2 separate regions of the Mus musculus genome follow, and region 2 is linked to region 1. Evidence: chromatin contacts called from public HiChIP or PLAC-seq data. All regions are on one chromosome and are shown on one strand. Each heading gives the region's core, a stretch centred on a gene start, on an enhancer-like site or on the middle of the called end of the contact. The rest is flanking DNA. Distances are from core to core; before and after follow the strand shown. Region 1 overlaps Hhipl2 (hedgehog interacting protein-like 2). Region 2 has its middle 140 kb from the start of Dusp10.

The links. HiChIP or PLAC-seq counts read pairs in DNA pulled down with a chosen protein or histone mark.
Region 2: an H3K27ac HiChIP or PLAC-seq map of cardiomyocytes shows a contact between it and region 1, with 12 times the contacts expected there. The contact joins two enhancer-like sites. A contact is called at or near these places in 4 of 15 datasets of contacts at CTCF or cohesin (the NIH/3T3 cell line, hippocampal excitatory neurons, large pre-B cells and 1 more), 5 of 484 Hi-C or Micro-C datasets (bone marrow-derived macrophages, cerebral cortex, cortical neurons and 2 more) and 3 of 115 datasets of contacts at active chromatin or transcription factors (VIP interneurons, cardiomyocytes and fibro-adipogenic progenitors).

What each region holds. Positions count from the first base shown.
Region 1 is chr1:183,435,611-183,441,022 of GRCm38.p6, reverse strand. Hhipl2 (hedgehog interacting protein-like 2) reads right to left here. Exons shown (of 9, transcript NM_030175.5): 9 at 3,970-4,814. The coding sequence ends at 4,543. Among named protein-coding and RNA genes, the nearest start is that of Hhipl2, 20 kb to the right of the region's middle. Within about 2 kb of position 1,807, at least 110 of the 459 cell types and tissues checked have an H3K27ac peak or open chromatin away from gene starts, as enhancers often do. A contact at or near this core is called in cardiomyocytes, where this site is marked.
Region 2 is chr1:184,167,260-184,172,878 of GRCm38.p6, reverse strand. No RefSeq gene overlaps it. Among named protein-coding and RNA genes, the nearest start is that of Dusp10, 140 kb to the right of the region's middle. Within about 2 kb of position 1,813, at least 13 of the 459 cell types and tissues checked have an H3K27ac peak or open chromatin away from gene starts, as enhancers often do. A contact at or near this core is called in cardiomyocytes, where this site is marked.

The DNA.
Region 1 (5,412 bases), core at 558-3,057:
GTTCCCAAGCTTGAATGTAAAATGATCCCCATAGTCTCGTGTATTTAAACGTTTGGTCCCAGTAGGTGGCGCTGTTTGGGGATATATATATATCAGGAGGATTCTGCATGGGTGAATAACGCTGCCCCCAGAAGACGTAAGTTATAAATAATGATCTCAGAGCCAGGCAGGCAATCCCTCCCTGTGAGTTATGGTTAAGGGGGCCCCCAGAGGCACCCGGCACAACACAGGCTGCTGCCATTGCTCTTGGTTGCCCTCCAGAACTAGATGGTGAGACCCCATTACCGAAGGTACCTCTCCCTTATGATGCACAACATAGAGAAACAACCCGAGCTGGCCAGGGAACTCTGCTGGCTTAGCTTACCCAGGCCAGAGGTCCTGTGCCAGTCTCTGGAGGAGAAAAGTCACCAGCAGTCTTACACAGCTGTGATCCTCACTGCACTGACCTGGTGGCTGGAAGTGCTCGCTGGAATTTAGAGACATGACAGCTAAGCAGGTAACCAACCGTTCTCAGGTCGGATGTGAGGCCTGCTCCACAGAAGGAAATTCATCCTTGACATCCTTGGTGCTGTAAACCCGGTCAAAAGCCCAAGACTGAGGCGATCACAGGCCTGTCTAGGGGTTGTGGGCTACCTGCTGCTGCTGTTGTTGATGATGGTGGTGGTGGTGGTGATGATGATGATGATGTTTTGGTTTGGCTTGGTTTGGCTTGGTTTGGTTTGGTTTGGTTTTTGCTTTTGTGCTAAGTGGTCATACTATCACACTACCTTCTAAATATGTATGTCTGTGCCCATAGATTCCTGCTTCCCTCACCTTTAGTCAGAGGAGCTTCCTTTGGCCGTGGGTCGTGGTTCATGTAAAGATTCATAACAGGTCAAAGTGCCAAGTATAAATAACTGGGCACTCGGCTACAGATGGATCATCCACACCAACCTCCCACAATCCAGTGCTCAGGGAACTTCACAGAAGGGGCAGATGGAATGTCAAAAGCTGGAGACTGGGGGTAGGGGGAGAGAAGGGGAGAGAATTGCGAAACACTCACTTTTTAGGCATGAAATGGCTGTTGCATGCATGGAATCACATTAGCTGTGGTTACCAGCACAAAATCGAGCCAGTCAAAATTACAGCATGGGCCCCACCACCACACAGGAGAAGCTATGAGGTAGCTGCCGAGGGACCAGGCCACTGAACGGTTGCTCATGCCCTAGTGGGTGGTCCACGTTCATGTGCGTATGGGCAGCACCTGTTGTGTTCAAGGGGTGATCGATAACAAAAAAAAGTAAAAGACGCGAAGGGGAAAGGAGAGGGATCGAGGCCCTAGAGAGAGCTAGAGGAGGCGGTAGGTGACTGGATATAATTTGGAACTCTCCAAGAATAAAAACATCACTTAAACAAGCAGAAAAGATGCAATGGGGAAAGGATTCCTAAGATGTTAGTGCCTGGGGATGCTTCCAAAGAAATGCACATGGATGCCAGGTATTTTAGAAGTGGCGCAGCAAGGGGCAGGGGAAATCCTGGAATATAACAAAAGCAAGAGGAAGGTGGATGGGGTTGGGGGCTTACTACTGAACCAGGTTTTTACTTGGTTCGCCAGAAATGGAGCTTTGAAGTTCCACCGTCTCTTTCTAAGGCAAAGCGCTCCTGGAAGCAAACTTGGCCTCTGGCAACCCGGAGGCGCCAGGCCTGCAGTTACGCGGGTCGGCCGGTGAGAGGCGCTGTGGTGCCACTCTAACCATGGCTGAGGACGAGGACCCGCTGAGCCTCCCACACTTGGCCTTGGGACTGTGGCCCGCTGGACCCGGACACCGCCCTGCGCTGTGGCCGACACGTGGCAGCCCCAGCTCGCCAGCCCAGTATGGCTCCAAAGTCCTGTCCTGCCAAGGGCAAGGGTGGAGGAGGGACTCCCAAAACGAAAGTTCCCGACTGCTTTCCTGGTTAGAGCCGTTCTCTGTTTTTTGTTTTGTTTTGTTTTTTTCTTGGATGCTAGAACACCCTCTGAGCTGGGACACTTGGGGTAGAGCGCCAAGAATCTTTTCTGAACTCATGAATTTTCCGGGCTAGGGATTTTTCACCCAGATCTCAGGGCCAGGGCTTGATAAAGGATACACAGACTGAAGGCCGTTTGAAGTATGACCTTACCGAATTAAGATGAGAACAACCATACCTCCACTTAGAAAACTCAGAACTAAAGAAGAGAAAGAATGTAAACTCTGTCATTAGGAAGACTTAACTGCTTACAGTGTTGGAACATGCTGGATGAAATAAAATGTATAATTATAATTAATTTCCCCTCTTTGCTAGTGTGGTTTTAGCTTATCAGAGTATAATGCTATCCAAGGTGTCTCAGGAGCTCTGTGTACCCATTTACCAAAAGGGAAAGAGGATAAAGAAAGTTCCCAAGAAAGCTTTAATGCGTTTCAGGAGCCACCACAATCGCGCACAAGGCTGTAACCGAGACCCCCGGGCCCACGCTGTGTGTCAACCGACCTTGCTCTAAGCGTCCAGCCTCCTCTAACACCCATGCTTTAATCTGTGTTAAAAGCGTCTTCATAATAAACCCCAGCTCTGCTCCTTAGTGTCCTCTCCTAAAGTGGTTCTCTGCACCACAGCCAAGCACTCTGGCTTCATCCGAGATGTCTCCAGCCAGAACTCGGACCACCTTATCATTCTCCGGTCGCTGCTACCCCGGCCCCCAGCCCCGTCCCCACCAGCTGGTCCTTGTTTTTTGTTTTCTTTCCCTCCTGAGCCTTTCAACTCCATAAATTTTGAGGAAACGGAACACACGTTGGCCTCACTGTGCCCTTCCGTGAAAGCTCGCTGGGTGACTATCCATGATTAGTTCGGCAAGAACTCTGGGCCAGGGAAACTCTCCGCCCCTCCCCACGCCCGCCCAGCTTCCCAGAATTTCAGAGAATCCTTTCACCTCTGTTCCCTAGACCCACCCACCATCGTCCCATTCGAACAGAGTTCAGAATAGAGCTGAAAAAATAACTCTCCACGTTCTGCTCTTGTAAATGCCCCCAGAATCCCCCTTCAGTTCTCAGCACCCGGAATCCTGAGTCCCGTGGTTCCGACACCCTCTTCTGGCCTCCGTAGACATCTGAAAAGTAAGAAGTCTGAGATCTCAGAGCTACAGCCTGGAGTTTATTTCTAACCTGCAGAGTACTTGCGAGAACTGTTAATAAGGAAAGGGGTGCGGGTGAACCTAGGAGAGGGGGAGGGGTGGATGAACAAGACCTGAAAATGGAGTTCGAGAAGAGATGGGTAATACTGCGAATCTTCCATAAAGATAGAAGAGCACGAAGCGAAGAGGCTCAGGAGTGTCGATCTAGTGAGTGTACCTTCGGAAGAGAAAGGTACAGCTTGTTTCTATCAGAAAGAAAAAAACCCTTCAGAGTATGTTCAGCCCCGTTAGAGCGGTGCCCACATCACCTCTAAAAGCCATAGCAGCCCTGGTACACGACACTGTGTTCTCTTTAAACTAAGCATCCATGCTGTCCTGGATGTTGTTCCTGATTTGGAGAGAGACCTGTCAGAATCCTGCTCCCTCTCTTAGTTATATTTTTAGTGGGTACAGATATTTTGCCTGCATGTATGCATACATATCCCATGTATATCAGATCCCCTGGATCTGGAGTGAGAGGCAGTTGTAAGGTGCCTTGTGGGTGCGTGGGACTGAACCCAAGTCCTCTGGAAGAGCAGTAAGTGCTCTTGATTTCTGAGCCATCTCTCCACCATCACAACCACCCCTCCACACACACACCCTATAGTTCTCCATTCCTCCTGTAGTTCAAAAGCTGCAGGCTTTACTGTTTTGAGATGGAGCACTGCCTGGCTGCTCTGTGACTGGGAAGTCCAGTCAAGAAGCCCCCACCTTCCTTATCTCCCACAGAGTTGTACAGCAAGGCTAAGCAAGATCAGGAGATTTCAAAATGAAGCATACAGAGAGGGCAAACAGAGGACCCCAAATGGAATGCAGTTGTGTTTATTGGCCATTAGCTGAACCCAAATAACAACTGCTGGAGGATCAGAGGCAAGCCTCCTTGTCTTCAGTTCACAGGCTTCTGTCTGGAGGAAAGAAAGGGGCCATCTATCTTCCAGAGGGCTTACATAGGAGCCAGTCACAGGCAGCAGCAGAGAGGAGCGAGCTGCTAAAGCAAGCTGGCTGAAACATGCTAGATTCCCCATTGCCAAACACTGAGATCAAAGGATGTGTACGTGTAAGCCAAAGGTAATTTATTACCCCAGGTAGAAAGGATGTCAGGTGGGATGCCAGGCAGGTATGCACACTGGACATGCCATAAGCCACGTGCAAGGTCCTGTGGGCTGTGGTATCTCCACAGAAATGCTGCCCGCAGACCAGGCTCATGTTTCTTCAGTAGACAGCAAGATTTCCCAGGGAGGGAAAAGACCACACAGAAAACAGCCCACCGCCACCCAGGCTTCTTGACTGTCTGAGTCCCAGACTCAGAATGGACAGCATTATGCACTCAGTGAAGCATTCTCCTGTCTCAGGTCTCATCGGCCAAGATGACCAAGAGGTCATGGGTGACTTCTGCCTGCGGCCTGTCTCATCCCTACACCATGGCTGTCAAGATTGGGCTTCCTCTTGCCCTGGGGACGTGGGGACCACACTCTGCTTTTCTTCTTGGTACCAGGCCTTCGAAATGTTTTCTTGCTGCTTCGGGAAGAAGCTGGCTTCTTGAGGGAGCCCTTCTGAGATGCAACCCTGTCTGAGCTAGAAGTGAAGGTTGCGTTGGATGCTTTTCGGGCTGCTTTCTGCGATTCCTCCTTCAGCAAGTCCAAGACTGTGGCTGGAAGGTAAGCATTGATTCAGTGAGAAAGGGACACCCCAGGAAGAAGCTGTAAAAGGAGCCCTAAGGAACCTCACAGGGCCTGGCAGAGTTCTCTGGGCTGGCCTCCAACTCTGGTTCAAGCAATCCTCCTACCTCTGCCTCCTGAGGAACTGGTACTGTGAGTGCCGCCACACCCAGCTTGCCATAAGGGAACTGTGGTATCAATTGTTTGTATTGACATTGTTTTAATACCCCTATCAGGCCTGGCAGTAAATGCCTTCCTTTGTGGATTGAGGTCACTCCAGAGATAAGTGGTTCTGGGATGTCTGCCTAAGATTGCATCTTGCCTCTTAAAAGTCTTCCATGACTCCCTGTTTTACCATGAAGAATTCCTCACCTCAGGCTCCCTCACAGTAACCTACATAGCCTCCAAACCAGAACCTCACAACTAACTTATTTCTCTATGTCCCCCTCCCATCTGACTCCAAATTTGCATAGGTCAGAGGTGTTGAGTATCTGTTGCTGTATCTCCAGGCTTAGCACAGAACCTCCCACAAAGTAAATACTGAATAATTATCACCAAATGAATGAATACATAAACAATTGCATGCATGCA
Region 2 (5,619 bases), core at 564-3,063, 730 kb before region 1:
CCAATTTGTGGAGGGAGGGTGAAGCATAAAATTATATAACTAAGAAAAAAACTACAAGACAATGTAAGTAACAAATTGAAATGCAGAATTACAATGAAGTAGAGTTCAAAAGTGGATCTGAATTATTGAGCAAGTTTTCATGGATAATTTACACTGTGGCCTAAAATTTGTCGCTCTTACGTGATTCCGGTGTCTTCTACTCCTATACAAATAGTTCATGTTTAATTGTTATGATCCCTTGTCCTTTAGGCAAACCAGTCTTACAAAAAGTATCCTGTGCTCTGATAATCCCTGCCATCATCCCAGTTTCATCAGGCTACTGAAGGAGGATCCCTTGAGCCTGTATTCCAGGCAAGCCTGGGTACCATGACAACATCCTACCTTTAAGAAGAAAATAATCAAATTCCCAGCTGCAGAGTTTTGTCAAAGGCACAGATATTCGAGATTAGTCCCTACAGCCCACTTCCATATGCCAAGAGTGGTGGTGCACATACACTTGTAATCATGGAGCTGGGGAGGTGGAGACAGTAGACTCCTCGGGCCTGCTGCCCAGCCAGCCTTGCCTAATTGATGAGAGATTTCATGTAAAAACAAAAAACAAAAAACAAAAAAAGCAAAAAAAACCAAAATAAGATAGGCAGCTATCTGAGTAATAACGCCCAAGGTTATCCTCTGTTCTCTGAATGAACGTGCTTACACATGCACCTGAACACACACACACAAACACACATTCCAAGATGCAGAAATAGATGAACACCACCCCCTCCCCCAAAACAAGCAGACCCTTTTGTAGAAAAATAACTAGCCTAAAGACTAAAGCAGAAGTCTCTTGGGCAGAAGTCTCTTGGAATGATTAAGGTGACACTATTTTGATATTGACATTCTATCGTCTGTAATTCCAAATGATAGCCAGGCATCAGACTGCCTGATCCTCTTGGGTCTTTAGCAAAAAAAAAAAAAAAAAAAAAAAAAAGCCGTCTTAGCAGTGTGCCAGTTCCAAACTGGGTTATCAAAGCGGGGAAATGATTTGGAATGTGTCCAAGGGATAGCACCACTTATAGGCTCCCACTGTGTAAGGCCTGCCCCCGCACACTAGGACAGAGCACAGTAGAACTTTCTCAAGCTGCCACCATCCTTGGGGACAGGACAGTCCCAGCTCCATCGACTGCTCCCTGCTCCTGGATTCTCTGATTACATCAATGTGAGCGACTCATTCCAGCCTGGGTAGGAAATGAAAAAAAAAAATTCGTTTAATGACTCTGGTTTTGAAATTCATTCTGATAAATCAACTCCTGCAGAAGAGTGTTCCTCTTTCATCATGAAAATGGAACCCAGGAAGGGGACAATGTTTTATTTTCTCAAGGACAGACTGAAATCCTAATGTTTCTAGGAGTTTCCCAAATAATCACAAGGTCACACGTAACAAAGGCTGACAGGAGACACTCGCCTGGGACTACTGAAAAAGACAGCTCTCCTCCAGCCAGATGGGTCTGTCCCCTCTCCTTCCCCCCTTTGGAAAAAAAAACTCCATATTAACACTCTTTGAGATAGTGCAAATTTATTATTCTGACCAAAACTAACTGATTCTTCAAGGAGCTTAACACAGCTGTCAGTGTGGGCATGGGAGTTACTGTGTTGAAATTCTGTTGCTGACAGTGAGTGTTCACAAGGTGAGCATCTATTATAAGCTGGGCTTGGGACCCTTCCTTTTCTCAGACCTATTTTTAGTGGACTCATGTGATACATGGCCCTTGCACCTGTCAGCAGCAGGCTCAGCCAGCAGCTACCACCGGCCTGCCTGTGCTGTTACTGTACTTGTGGGCACATGAGGTCACCTGGGTTGGGGCTAGGGCTATATGAAGATCACTGTGACCCGTGGCCTTCAGACAAGGACACCCATGCTGCATGCTCTTGCCCAGCAGCTCAGACTCAAACTCTGACTTCTCGTGGCAGTACTTACAACTGCTTTCCAGGAAGGAAAAAGGTTTTCCAGTTTGTTATTTAAAATAAAAGTTGACAACCATGCAATGAATGCATAACCATACACGCATTTATGTGCAGTACACATGGAAGATTTAAAATGATGTGCAAACCTGACAGGTACAGGCTAGACAGAGGAGGAGCAGAGAAGGCTAGAGAGATTCCTGGAACCTTCACCCCTCAAACTTAGGTGTTGCTTAATTTTTTTTTTTTTTTGGTTTTGTTTTGTTTCATTTTGGTTTGGTTTGGTTTGGTTTGGTTTTTAGAGACAGGGTTTCTCTGTGTAGCCCTGGCTGTCCTGGAACTCACTTTGTAGACCAGGCTAGCCTCGAACTTAGAAATCCACCTGCCTCTGCCTACCGAGTGCTGGGATTAAAGGTGTGCACCACAACGCCTGGCTGCTGAAAGTTTAACAACTAGAATGCCTCCATTGTCACTGTGAAAGTTTTTTTTAAGCTGCTGCTGCCAAATCTGATTTATATTATTGTTTTAAGGTTAGAAAAAAAAGGTGAGAAAGAGGAGGACTGGAGAAAGAGAAGGACAGCAAGTGACAGGAGAAGGAAGGAAGACAGAAGGGAGGAAGAGAGGAAAGCAGGGAGACAGGGGTCAGGGAGGGAGGGAGGGAAGGAAGATGAACAAAGAGAGAAGAGCCGAGGTGGTGAGAAGAGAAGGCTTGCATGTTCAAGAGTCAAGTTCATACTCTCAGTGCATACATCATTAGAAACATATATAATAAACAATGTCAACAAACAAACTTATAGCACTTTGTAAAATGGCATTGCACAAATACTATAGTATGTAGAAGACTGCAAAGCAACTTGGCCTTACCAGCAAATCAACTCTTCACCCAACCAGTTAAGGTTCAGCCCTCCTTTGTGCCTTTTCCTTTGCTCACATTCTTTCCTCTTTTATAGGAAGCAAGGCATAGCAGAAGAAAGAGGGTGAGAGCACCCCACACATACATGTACACACAGACACACACACAGACACACACACACACACACACAGAGACATACAGACACACAGACACACAAGGACCATTGATACTTACATCTCTGAGTCTAGCACTTCTCTTGAAAGCATTATTAGGGAAAGGAGGAGATTGTAATCTGGGTACCAGCTGGTTTTTGAGATCCCTTCGCACATGGATTGTGTACAAGTCAATCTGAAAGCTGCAAGAGGTACACAGGGAAAACAGTCAGAACAGCAGCTATTATTTACTGAGAGTTAATGTGCTTCTAATGTGCTGAAAGAGCAGCCTGCATTTCCCTCTCACATCATCCCCACAGAGCAGCGAGAATGATTTTTTTTTCCATGTCATTTGTTTTAGGGAGCTTGGAATAGACCCAGAGCCTTATGCATACTAAGCCCACGTTTTACCATTGTTCACTCTCGGCTACTGCAAAGCATAGAGACATGAGGGAGCTTCCTCAAGCTTGTGAAACATAGTCTGAGCCAGGGCCAGAATTTTATTAGCCTTGACCACATAGTCCAAGCTCTTAGCTGTGAACACGTGGGCCCAAAGGGGAACCTCGGTTATCCTGTGCAATTTACCCACATGGAGAAGTTGTGTTAGTCTACTTCAGAAATCACCCAGGTACTCTGTGAGGTTTGCAGAAGGGTGGTACCAACAGATATTAGACCACTTTCCCAAGGATGATGAACAGACAGCTGCCCATCACCTGTCTTGATCCCATCCCAGAGACAGCTGTGCTAGATGGTCCAGCATGGGATAAATCTATCCATCTTGCTGAGAGTGAGAGTTGTCTCAGCCGTCCAGAGTTGTCACTAGGGAAGTTCATTTAAGGTTCTAGGAACAAAAGCTCTAAATAAGGACTTGCTATGTGCCAGGAAGGGGCTCATAATCTTCACATTATCTCCTGCATGCCCGCCCCTCCGGATCTATATGGCTGAGTCATCTCAATCAGAATTGATGACCCATGGGATATTCTGTCTTAGAAATGTTTCTGTTGGTGGTAGCCTCTGTACATTTCTCCTGTTGTTGTGGTTTTTTTTTTTTTTTCCTATATTGCTCACGGTGTTTGTGCAGCTGCCTAAGAACTAGATATGCAATCAGGGTGGTGCAATTAGATGCATTTCTTATCATGGAAGGAAGAAAATGCCAACTCAAATTTGATGCAATTTTCAAATGCTCCATGATACAAAATGATAAGTTCACTTAATTGATGTGATCTTAATTGGAGTCACAGGGGAAACTAAAAGGCACACTGAGTTCGGTTGTTTGTGTTTTTAATAGCACTGTTTGCTGAGATTGGACCATTATCTCCCTCTGATTCCCCAAATGATGGAGAGTTTATATTTCTGGAGTTTAATGAGAAGGGAATGCCATGGTACAGCACTTTTTCCTAACTTTTTTCTGTTGTGCTTTTGTTCTTAGAATATTTGGATTTTTATGGGCTGTATACTAAAGCTGAGCCACCATGGAAAGTCCTTAAGACAACTCTGTTCATATCCCAGTGATTAGAAACACAGAGATTCATGTTAATTACTATCAACTGGTGACATTTGCTCTTTTGCTAAAACTGTATTCAAGCAATCAATATTTGAGGCCAAACCATCTCCTTGAAATTGTTATTTATAATCATAGAAGGACCAGTGAACAACACTGAATTCCTGCTCCAATCTCGCCCTAGTCAGAAATAGGAACAAGAAAAACAACATGTAAGATCCTGGGATAGAAATATACTGTCGGTGGGGCAGGGACCAGATCAGAAGGCATATTTGAACCAGGAGTGGTCAACAAATTTAGAGAATGAGGCTGAATTTTACCAGGATGAATGTGAGTGTCTACAGTAGCCCAGGATGACAGAGACATAGTTTTGCCTTGAGCACGTCTTCTCAAGTTCCTCCAACTGAACTTTTACATATCGCCTCCATTTTTCATAGCTAAAATTTTTTAAAATTGTACATTTCAAAAAGGTTTTTTTTAAAGGAATAATTAGACCCATGTTTGATGGTATGTCCCTGTAATCCCAACACTTGGGAGGCTGAGGTAGGGAGATTGTTGTAATATTAAGGCCAGTTTAGGCTAGATAGTAAGCCTGAGACTGACCCGGATTATAGAATAAGACTATGTTTCAAAAATAAAAGAAGGGGAGAAGAGAAAGAAAAAGGATGAGTCAGGCAACATAGTTTATCAATAAATACACGATGTTTTACATTTCTGACAAGCGCACATTCTATAAAGCACCTTCCTCCAAGGATGTGACTTTGTCCAATGTAATGTAATTTAACCCATTGAAAATATTTAGCTTTTAAACACGTCCAGTTCCTCACACTGGGTAAGATACAGACTGAAGTAGACTTTAGCCAAATCTTGACATTTAACAAGATCTCTTCAGTGAAGTTTTGGGCTGGTCATCACTAATAACACCACCCATAGGTAAGTGAGAACATATCAAAGACAACTAATGCGCTTTCCAAATGGAATATGGGAGCACAGATAATCCCCTTCACAGTGTCCTAGTGTTTCTTAACTTCTTTTGGAATAGCCATGGACCCTAGCTATCTATGTTCAATGATATGGAAGCCATAAACAAAGACATGATATAACACTCAGAATAGAAAACAGCTTTGCCTTGGAAGAACAGTGGATGAGACAGGAAGTCTGTTTTGGTC